2 separate regions of the Cricetulus griseus genome follow, and region 2 is linked to region 1. Evidence: chromatin contacts called from public Hi-C data. All regions are on one chromosome and are shown on one strand. The core of a region is the stretch at or near the end of the contact, and the rest is flanking DNA. Distances in the headings are between cores, read along the strand shown. Region 1 holds the start of LOC113834908 (Krueppel-like factor 13). Region 2 overlaps Otud7a (OTU domain-containing protein 7A).

Region 1 (4,713 bases), core at 1,480-3,979:
TTACTCAACCCAAAAGCCTCTCCTAGGCTCCTGGATCCCTGTGCCATGAAATCCCTGAAAGGGGCTTGTATATGTCAGTAGGTACATGTTCACTTGACCCTGATCCCAGTGTTAAGCCACTACCTCTGCACCTCTCTTTTGAGCTGCCTCTGCCACTCTGTTTGGGGACTCATCTTTAACTGCTTTAGATACACACATAGTCTCTCCTCAGGAAGAGGAAGGGGGCTGCTGTAAGGTAGCACAGGGCTGACAGGGGATCTGAGCATCACCAGGAACAGGCTCTCTCTTCCATTCCAGAAGTGCTCACTGCTACCATTTGTGAACCTTGTGGGGAAAGCTTTCCTTCCTATTTCAGGCTTTCATTTTCTTGGGTCTGTGGGGACTTTTTAGCATTACTGGCTGCAGCTGCTTCCTCTCCTGCTCCTGTCCTTGTGCATTTTTGTCTTATAGTTGAGATATTTTTCTTATAGTTGAGGTTGTTTCAGAGGATCCAAAGGGCAGTTAAAGTTGACCCAACTACCACCTTCACCTCAAAACTTCTCCCATATTTAGTCTCTTCAAGGTTTACTTGCTCTCACTTGGTCCACCCTGATCTGTTTTTTTTTTTTTTTTCCCTCTTGCTTCCAGCTAAAAGGAATTATTCTTACTCTCACCTACCTATGCCATTGTTGTCAAAATCCTAACAGCAAGGAAACATGGAACCACAGCTATGAGATGTTCACTGGAGAGGAGAACTGTACCCCTAGGATATTTCCATTTGTGCTTGGGACAAGAATGACCAGGCTTGAGAGCCCAGCCATTAAGTTCTCAGTGAGTGAACTGCTTAGACATCATTTGAGGTGCTGACTGTGGTATCTAAAATGCCCCATCGGCACAGGGAAAACCCTTTGCGAGGCCACCATCAAAAGGAGGCTTGGATGGCGCATGTCAGGGTAACGGTCCATTGACTTAGGCTACCATAGACGCCTATGATGTAGTACAACACCTAGAATAGTGCATGTGTTAGGAAGGCTCACCAGTCAGTGCAGGCAGAGCTAACCAGGAAAGCACAAGAATCCCCCTGACTTCAGAGGGTCAGGAAGGAACACATGGCTAGAAAGGCAGAGTAGGGGCCAGCTCTTTCCCAATGAAATGACTGTCTGTGGCATGTGGTGGGAACAGAGGAACATTCTGAGTCACCACTTGGTCAGGACACAGTGTCTTAAATGTCATCAACACAATCTGCCTGGAACAAAGATGACTACTTTCTGCCAAGTTGAGACCCTCCTACAGAGCCTTGATCTAGCTTCTCCACCAGAGACAGTGAGGAAATTGAGGGTGTGTATTAGCACTCAGAGGAGCTCAGACGTTAACCTAAGTTTCACAACTGAAAATTCCAAATTGTTCAGTTTCCCGTGGTTAACAGAAGTCAAAGTCTTTTCTATTCAAGGCTCTCAATAAATTTGGAGGCGGAGAACTTGAAGTCAGAACCATGGTTCTTAATTTTGCCATAGGAGGTGATTTGCCCCTGCTTTAGTCCTCTAGAGTGGACCATCGGGGGGCCTCCCCGACATGCTGATGGCTGACTTGTTTCAAGGCATCACCCACAATGGAAAGCAGAAGCTGCTGACCCTGTTCTCACAGGTCAGAGGCCAGCCACGGCCAGAGTCCTGAAAAGTGCGTTAAGATTGGTTGAAAGGCAGTAGGAAGCTATGGTCTCTCTGACGATGGCCTAGTGTGTTTGGAGAGAACGATATGAATGTGTGTCTAGACTCTAGAGCAAGGTGGCCTGGTTGGAAGGCCCCGGCAGGACTCAGAGGAGCATTTCCTTTAGAGGCCCAGACAGTGGATGGGTGGGGCGCCCTGGGCGGGGTCCTCGCAGCTGGTGGTGTTTGAAGCCTCCACGACCGACCGCGGTGGGAGAGGGGCGGCCTGGAGAAGTTGGCAGCAGGCCTGGGGCAGGAAGGGGGAGGAAGGGGCCCTGTGTTCCCTGAACAGCCGCGACCGCAGCCCCAGCACGTAGCTCACTCACTCAGCACTGGCAGTGGTGGGCCCTGCACCAGCCAGGTTAACAGGGGCTCAAGGGCAGCGCGGCCGCGCGGGGGCGGGGCGGCCCGGTGGTGACTTGGCTCTCGCCAGGGCTGCGCCGAGGACTGGAGCTCAATGGGGCAGAGTGTTGAGATGGCTGGAGGCTGCAATACAAGCCCGGCCACCCGAGAACTCCGCTGCGGTGGGGTGAGGAGCGGCAGTGTCCCGCCCATAGGCGAGGCTGGCCGCCTAGGTCCCGCCGAGACGGATACGCCACCTCGCCCGCGCTGCCGGCGGGCGGAGCGACCACAGGGTGCCCTCCCCAGCGTTGCCATCCTCGCACCACCCACGGTTGCCTGCGCACAAAAGCCCTGGCATGGAAAGGCCCGGCGGGGTTCCCGCTGCGGGAGGCACGCGCCCCAACCCTGCGCCGCTACACCGCGGCCCGCCACCCTCGAACGTCATGCGTCACCGTGCCGCGCGCTGGGCTCCGATTTCCGCCCCTCCTCCTGCAGGTCCAGGGGCACGCCCACTGGCGCGCGCAGGTCCCGCGGCCAGTAGGGCCCTCTGGAGGCCCGGATTGGCGGGCTAGAGTACTCAAGAGCCAATGGCGTTCGCGTCTGCCACTGGCCACGCCCCTCACAGGGCGCGGGCGCGCGACCGCACGGTCCCTCTGGTGCGCGCTCCAGGCTCCCCGCCCCCTTCGTGCGCGCTGCTCCCTGCGGCCGCTGCCGCCTGTAACCTGCGCCGCCAGGATGTGGCTGGGGGCTGACGTCGGGTCCAGATGTGGCCCCGGCCCCGCCCACCCCCGGGGCCGGTCCGCCCACACCGAGCAGCGGCGCGCACGGAGGCTGTCCCGCCTGCCACAATGCACGGTGGAACTGCGACCGCAACTTGCAGGGGTCGTGCCTAACATCGCCGCTCGACATCCGTAAGACAAGCCGGCCCTGACGCCGCACGCGGACCCTCCTCGTTGGAGCCCCCCATGCGCTCACCCTCCAGTACCCGGCCAGGCGGACGCGGAGCCGCGCGGGTGACGGCAGAAGCGGCTGCGCGCCCAGCCTAGCCCAGCCCAGCCGGAGAAGAGGGCGCGCCGCGCCCCGCCCCCCCGCGCTCTCCGGAGGCCGTGGGTGCGGATGCGCCGCTGACGACTCGGCGAGAGCACCGCGCGCCCAAGCCCGCAGCATGGCAGCCGCCGCCTATGTGGATCACTTTGCCGCCGAGTGCCTCGTGTCTATGTCTAGCCGCGCAGTCGTGCACGAGCCGCGGGAAGGGCCTGAGCCCCGGCCCGAGGGCGCGGCCGCCGCCGCCCCCACACTGCCCCGCGTTGACGAACGCCGCGACGGCAAGGACAGCGCCTCGCTTTTCGTGGTGGCGCGGATCCTAGCGGACCTCAACCAGCAGGCGCCGGCGCCCGCCCCCGCGGAACGCAGAGAAGGGGCCGCTGCGCGCAAGGCGAGGACCCCCTGCCGCCTGCCGCCCGCGCCCCTGCGCCGCCGCCCGCCCAGAGCCCGCCCCCCGGGACAAGCAGGCGCGCCGGCCGCGCCCCCCAGCCCCGCGTGGAGCGAGCCCGAGGCGGCACTGGAGCCGGAGCCGGGGCCCGCGGGGAGCGGCGAGCCCGGCCTCAGACAAAGGGGTCGGCGGGGCCGGAGTCGCGCAGACCTCGAGTCCCCGCAGAGGAAGCACAAGTGCCACTACGCGGGCTGCGAGAAAGTTTACGGGAAATCTTCGCACCTCAAGGCGCACCTGAGAACTCACACAGGTCAGTGGGGCGGCCCGAACGCCGCGATCAAGCGGACTAGGGACTGACTGCTCGGGGACGGCCACGCCCCCAGAGCTCTCGGCCCAGCGCTGTAGGGGCCGGGACCGGGGCCGGGACCGGGGGCGGGGAGCCGGGAGCTGAGAGCGATCGCGGCCGCGCCCCTGCCCTGGCGCTCCGGCCTCGCGTGACGCTGGCCGGCCGGGGCGCTTGGAGCCGGCGCCCTCTCGGCGACCGCGCCCCCATCGGGCACGCCCCCTCCCGGGTTCTTGGGGCGGGGCCGCGGGGTGGATGTCGTCATCCGGGTTGCGGGCGGCGCGGGCAGGTGCGCTCGAGGTGGCTGGGGGGCGGCCGGCGCACCCCGATTGGGGCGTGGGTGCTGCCGAGGCTCGAGCTTCGCCATCCCCCCTCCCCAGGGCTCCGGGCGCGCTCAGGCTAGGGAGGGGCCGGCTCGGGCGGCCGAAGTTCACCCGGGGACAGGGATCCCTTCAGCCACTCGGCACATTCTTCGCTCTCTTCTTCCTGTAATTTTTCCAGCGCTCTAAGGTTTAATTTGTCGCAACCCGACCCAGCGGCGGCGCAGGCCGACGCGGGGGGCGGTCCCAGCCCTCACTCCCCACCCGCGGGCTCTTTGTGGGAGCCCCAGCCCATCCGGCCGGCGGGGGCGCGCCCGGCCGCAGGGGGCTGCGCTTTCTCTAGGAAGGCGCGCTCTATTCACTGCCCTTTCTGGCCCAACTTTCACCTGCTCCTGGGCTGGGTGCGGGCACCTGTACCAAGGCGGCCGGTTAGAGCCTGCCACCTGGGTGGCGTAGGGTCACTCGCTTTTGTGGTTTCCGGGCACCACTTCGCCGCGCTCGGACCAGACTCTTGGTAGTTGATTCATATATGGAAGCCCTCACCCTTGTTTTTGGTGTTAACACGGCGGTGCAAACATTTAGTTGTATTTC
Region 2 (5,427 bases), core at 433-2,932, 150 kb after region 1:
GAGGGGAGGGGAGGAGAGGGGAGGAGAGGGGAGGGGGGCGCGCTGAGGAGTTGCGAGGTCGGTGCCCCAGCTTTTCTAAGGATCCACACAGTTATAATTAATTCCGCTCTGCCGCGGCACATCTTGTTCCGATCTCAGCAGAGATAGTTTTGTGTTATGACTTGCCTACGGTTTGTTTTGTGAGTGGGCGTGTTATTCCTCTCCTGCTGTGCAAAATAAGAGGAAAAATCCTAACTGGGGCGCGCGCGCACACACACACACACACACAGACACACACGGCGCAGCTGCCGGTGACCAGCGTGGGGCCCCAGCTCTGCCTACGGACATTCAGGCGGGAGGTGCATCATATCCCACACTGCACAGAGCGGCCACTCCTCCTCCCCCATGGCAGGGGCGGGGCTCTGCACGTGAGGCTCACCCGGGTCTCTGAGGGGATGCGGATCCATGTCACATTCATGTAGCTGTGTAGAAGGTTCAGCTTGGCTTCTAGGGATAGGATGAGGCTGACGAAAGAACACGAGGTTTGAAAAGCTCCGGATGTGGCACAAGCTCACCCGTCTGCACACACCATCTTCTCTCTGCCCTCTAGCCCTCAACCCCCACCCCCAACAGGAGCTCCCCGCCCCAGGGCTCTCCCACGGGGTGCTGGGGTGGGGACCCGGCCATGGGGCAGGTCTTACTGGGCTAGCCGGGCATTGTCGTTGTCGTCTTTTCCCCACTCCCAGTCCTTTCCCGGGTCCACCGCAAAGTGCAGGGGCAGCAGCTTGTGCTCAGAATCTGTCAGGGGGATGACAGCTGAAACAGAAGAGAGGGACAAGGTGGCAGGCAGCTCACTGGCCTGCCAGGAGGCTGGGAGCCTCAGCAGAGCTCAGAGCTCTGTAAGGGAAATTCAAGGCTAGCTGTCCGGGTGACAGGCAACTCAATGGAGACAGAAGGTAGATATAGAACTTCATACCAGCAGTGTTAAGACCATAGATTTCAAAACAAAACAAAACAAACAAAAAAACCCGACCCTGCTATGTAGATGAAGAGCAGGTGGAGGCATCGCCTGGACTGTCTGGGTTAGAGGGCAGGCACCGTCAAGGAAAGACCCAGGATGGGGGAGGTTTACTGGAGGAGGCCACTGTGTGAGTGGCCTGAGCCTTGCCTCCATTTCATCTCAGTGAAGGGCAGAGTTTGCAAGTCAGGAGAGGTGTGTGCTGAGTTTTACTGCAGCAAGACTTGGGGTGGGGGAGAGGGCCGCATGACACAGTAGCAAAGCAGGCTCTAGTGACAAGTCTACAGAAGGCAGCCACATAGTGCTGGGCTAAAGCCTGCTTAAAAGTAGAGTGGAGCGGGGAGCCTTCTGAGGAGGTGGGGATCTGGCCTGCTGTCCCTCATAGGAGCTGCTTCCACAAAACTTATGGACAGAGGCTCACCGGCTTCAGAGATCTGAGGGCTTGGAAGTGGGTATCTAAAGGTGTACTGAGATATGATAAGGCTTCCCGAGAGGGTCCAGCTACCCAGAAAATGGAATCCTTAATGCCACATCTGCCTTCTCCTCAGGGTGTTGCCAGGAGTAACGAACAGGAAGGAGTGGGGAGGCTGGTTTCCCAATTTCACCTTCCAAATGAGTACCAGTCTGCTGTGTCACTCCCTTTAGAATGCCCCACCCCTCTGGAGTCTCACCACCACAGAGAAGCCCAGCCCAGGGCCTCTGGCATCTGCTTTGTTCCTTTTCTTGCCATAATCCATGATTCATACCATGCAGTGCCATGGCAAGAACAAAAAGGCAAACAAAACAGAAAATCCAGGAGCCAATACTGTCAAGTTTGAGAAATTGTATACAACTCAATGCTGCTCTCTAGTGTTGTCAGGGAGATTGTGAGTGCAAACTGCACTCTCCCTATTCCTTCCCCATGTCTGTCAACCTTAAACAAACAAAAGTCAGGTTTGCTGATTATTTGCCAGCTTAGGGGTTTTCACTGTGTGTGGCTAGAGATGGAGGAGTGCAGGCAGAGTCTGATGGGGGAGGGGGTGGTGGTATCTCAGCTTCTGCTTTGATATGGCCTCCCTTTCCAGGGCTGTGCTGCAAAGTGGGTTTCTGGGCTGGCCCAGGAGCAGGTCTCCCTTGGGTGATGCCCATAGGTGAGCGCACAAACATTGAGGCTTTGGCCCAGCTTCCCACCAGTGTCTGGAGGCAGCAGAGGTGCTCTTAACCAACACTGCTTCCCAGACTCCTAGGGCTCTGCACTCCTGCATGCAGAGGCTCAGGCAACCCAAGGGCCCTGAATGACGATAGTGGACTAAATTGTAAATATGCATCCCTGCGGATATTGGAATCAAGGGATTCTGGAAAAGATTGCTCTAGACAACAATAATCTATCAGAATCAGTTCCCGTGGGTATAATTTGGACATGCTGGGTTCAGTGGCAGAGTTGGTTGGAGAAACATCTGCCATGGTGACTACACCTCCCATCCTCTTAGCACTGGGGAGGTAGGGATCTCGTAGCTGAATCTATAGGCTGTGAGTAAAGTAATGTAAGTTCTGGGGACTATGGCCAGGGCGAGGGGGCTTCCCTCTCTCTGCCCATGTCTCCTGTGAAGACAGTGGAACTCTGAGGCAGCTGGAGCAGGCTCTTGAACCCCAGGAAGAACTGCCTGTTGATCTTAACCCCCGTTACAGGATTCATTTAATTGGGAGCCCACCCTGTATGTTGTAAGCCTCTATGGTTTTGTTTTGTTTCTAATAAATTACCTACACTAAGACGCCCCACCATCCTTACCTCCCTGTTACAGGTGCCTGCGCATTCTTACCCTCAGCAGATGAGCTGGCCTGGGTTCCTCAGCCTGTCCACTCTGAGAAGACAACTGGAACATGCCTGAAGATGCTAGTGCTGGCTACCTAGAAAGAACCTGACAGCCTGTCAACCCAGATCTTGGGGTGAAAGATAGGTCCTGAGTGAGGGGCTGGGGATATACAGCTCAACCTGCTTGAGGGCTGAGGGGAGGTACAGCCAGGGACACCTCAAAAGCAGGTCCTCCTCATGAGCATCATTTGCACTGCTTTCCTGTCACATGTACATGGAAGATTCTTACTGAACATCTGCTTTACCCAGGAAGACACATAGCTGCGGGGCAGGGCACCCCCTGGTGGCAAATGTCGAGAATAGCAAAGGCTTTCAAAACAGGCCCAAGAGGATTTATTGGTTTGTTTTGGAAAGAGTTCTCTCATACTTTCAGCCTGTAAATCTACTGATATTATCTCCCACTAGCCAAAGAAGATTTTGAATATCTGTTTTATGCAACACATCTCTCTTCCCCAGGAGGGGGTGACCTCCCCGTGTGTTCTGACAGATTCTAGCATGCACAGTAAAGACAAACTGTGTGTGCCCATTCCTAGGAGTGTAGTGATCTCCCCAGTCTTTCTTAGAAAAATGACTTTCAGGGAAAAACAAAAAGCTTTTGAGGAAGAAGAGAAGTCACCCATACTCCATGTGTTGACAAGGCACAGAGTTGAAAGAACAGGACTCAGTGCAGGTGTGCAGGCATGAAGCTGTTCTGTTTTGTTTTGTTTGACAAGCCTTTGTGTTTCCTGCATGTTGTGGGCTGTTTTACTAGATACACAATTTGAGACTGGCAGTTTTTCTTTCAGTCTTTGAAGACACCACTCTGTTATCTTTTGCCTTATCAGATTTATGGAAGTCATGACACTAGAGACAACGATAAAGGGGCTAATTCTCTAAAAAGACAGCACCATGACAAGTATGCGGGCTTCTCCATTACTGCACAGCATTAAAGCAAGTGCAGCTCACTCTCCTTGTGTGTACCCCAGGAACCCCAGTGGGTGCCTGAAGCCACAGGAAGTACCAACTTAGACACAACCCCGGTGTTGCAACTATTGGACAATGAGTGTAAGATAACTGATGTTATAAACTGATAGAAAAGATGAGCACCACACAGGACTTGGTATCTGCTTTTAGAGGACAGAAGAAATTTAAGTTTCAAAGGGAAAATCTAGAAATAAAACAACAATAACAACAGACAAGACAAAACAAAACCCACAACAAACTACAAATGAATAAAAGAACAGCTTCACGAGATTCTGTGAACATCAAGATGGGTCTGGCAGAACCAGCCAAGCTGCAATAAAAAGTAGCAAAGGTTGGGTAAGAAGCAGAACACCCAAGAGCTGCAGGGCAGGTCAGCAACAACAAGCTGAAGGTCTGTGTCAGTGTCACTCTAGAAGAATGAGGGAGAGGCAGAGGAAATACTAAAAACACATACACACAAAATAAACAAACAAAACCACAGATCAGGGAAGCCATGAGAACATCACTGGGGAAAATCATAACAGCAACGTAACAACAAAAACATGCCACCCCACCCCTTACATAGCTCCTGAAAGCAACTGCAAAGAAGACACACAGAAAGGTAAGAATTGGAGCACACGGTTCAGGGCAAGCAGATAAAGGGGATGATAGCAGGTGGTGCCTTTAAAGAGATAAAAACAACAACAACAACAACAACAACAAAAAACAACCCTGCTAATTCCACTTCTGGCAAAGAGCTCTGAGACATAGAGGAGATTCAGAGGCTTTCTCAAAACCCAAAGCCATTCACTGCCTGCTCATCTGCACAGGACAGTGCCAAATTCTCACGAGGAGGAAGGTGACCAGCAGCGACTTGTATTTACCTAGAGTGATGGAAATGGAATCAATGGAGGTGGAGATAGAATTCCCCTTTCTCTCCTTTTCAGTACTTCTGAGATAACCAGATCTCTACAGCCAAGAGAGCAGCGCTGCACCTTGTCCACAGTGAGGGCAAATGAGCAGTGCAGAGGTTCTTATGAACAATTCTAAGGTAACCCCGGTTAACTGCTAAACTAAACACTAATAGGCAAATAACCCGGGCAAATAGAGTCTCTAAGCACCACAGTTAATCCAAGATAGGGCGACAGATGAAAAACAAAAGAACAGATGGGACAAGGAGAAAAGACTAGCAAAGATGGTGGCTTCTCACTGATCCACATCGTTCATATAATTAAATGCAAACAGTCAACACTATCAAAAGATAAAATTGTTAGATTGGGATTAAAGCAATGCAAGTCTCAAATCTGCACTACCTACAATAATTAAGTTATGAATCTAAAGGCATGGGTAGTTTAAGACACTCTCCGATACAAAGAGTTAGGGGGAGCCAGCTAATATCAAAGAAGAGTTCAGAAAAATGGTTACAAAGAAGAGGACCATTCCCCTAATGATAAAGGAACCAGTTCTCCAGACAGACAGGCATATGCAAGCATCTAACTAAATTGTTTCCAAGTGCACACAGCAAATGCGCTAGCCACCTTATCCACATCTCATGGCCCCAGCGGATGCCTGAACAATGGTCCTCACCCTCACAATACTGTATTTTTTCCTATATGAACATACCAATGATAGGGTA

The links. A called contact is a pair of places that touch in the nucleus more often than the background predicts.
Region 2: a contact with region 1 is called in a Hi-C map of fibroblasts, with 4 times the contacts expected there. The contact joins the enhancer-like site here to the promoter of LOC113834908 in region 1. A contact is called at or near these places in 4 of 8 Hi-C or Micro-C datasets (the CHK-Q cell line, the CHL-YN cell line, fibroblasts and 1 more).

Annotation. Positions count from the first base shown.
Region 1 is chr3:133,272,428-133,277,140 of CriGri-PICRH-1.0, forward strand. LOC113834908 (Krueppel-like factor 13) reads left to right here and starts at 2,730. Exons shown (of 2, transcript XM_027408066.2): 1 at 2,730-3,769. The coding sequence starts at 3,193.
Region 2 is chr3:133,426,704-133,432,130 of CriGri-PICRH-1.0, forward strand. It overlaps Otud7a (OTU domain-containing protein 7A), which reads right to left. Exons shown (of 11, transcript XM_035442473.1): 9 at 681-795; 10 at 419-503. It overlaps LOC113834907 (a long non-coding RNA gene), which reads left to right. Exons shown (of 2, transcript XR_004769157.1): 2 at 2,779-4,522. Among named protein-coding and RNA genes, the nearest start is that of Otud7a, 110 kb to the right of the region's middle. Within about 2 kb of position 1,683, at least 3 of the 6 cell types and tissues checked have open chromatin away from gene starts, as enhancers often do. A contact at or near this core is called in fibroblasts, where this site is marked.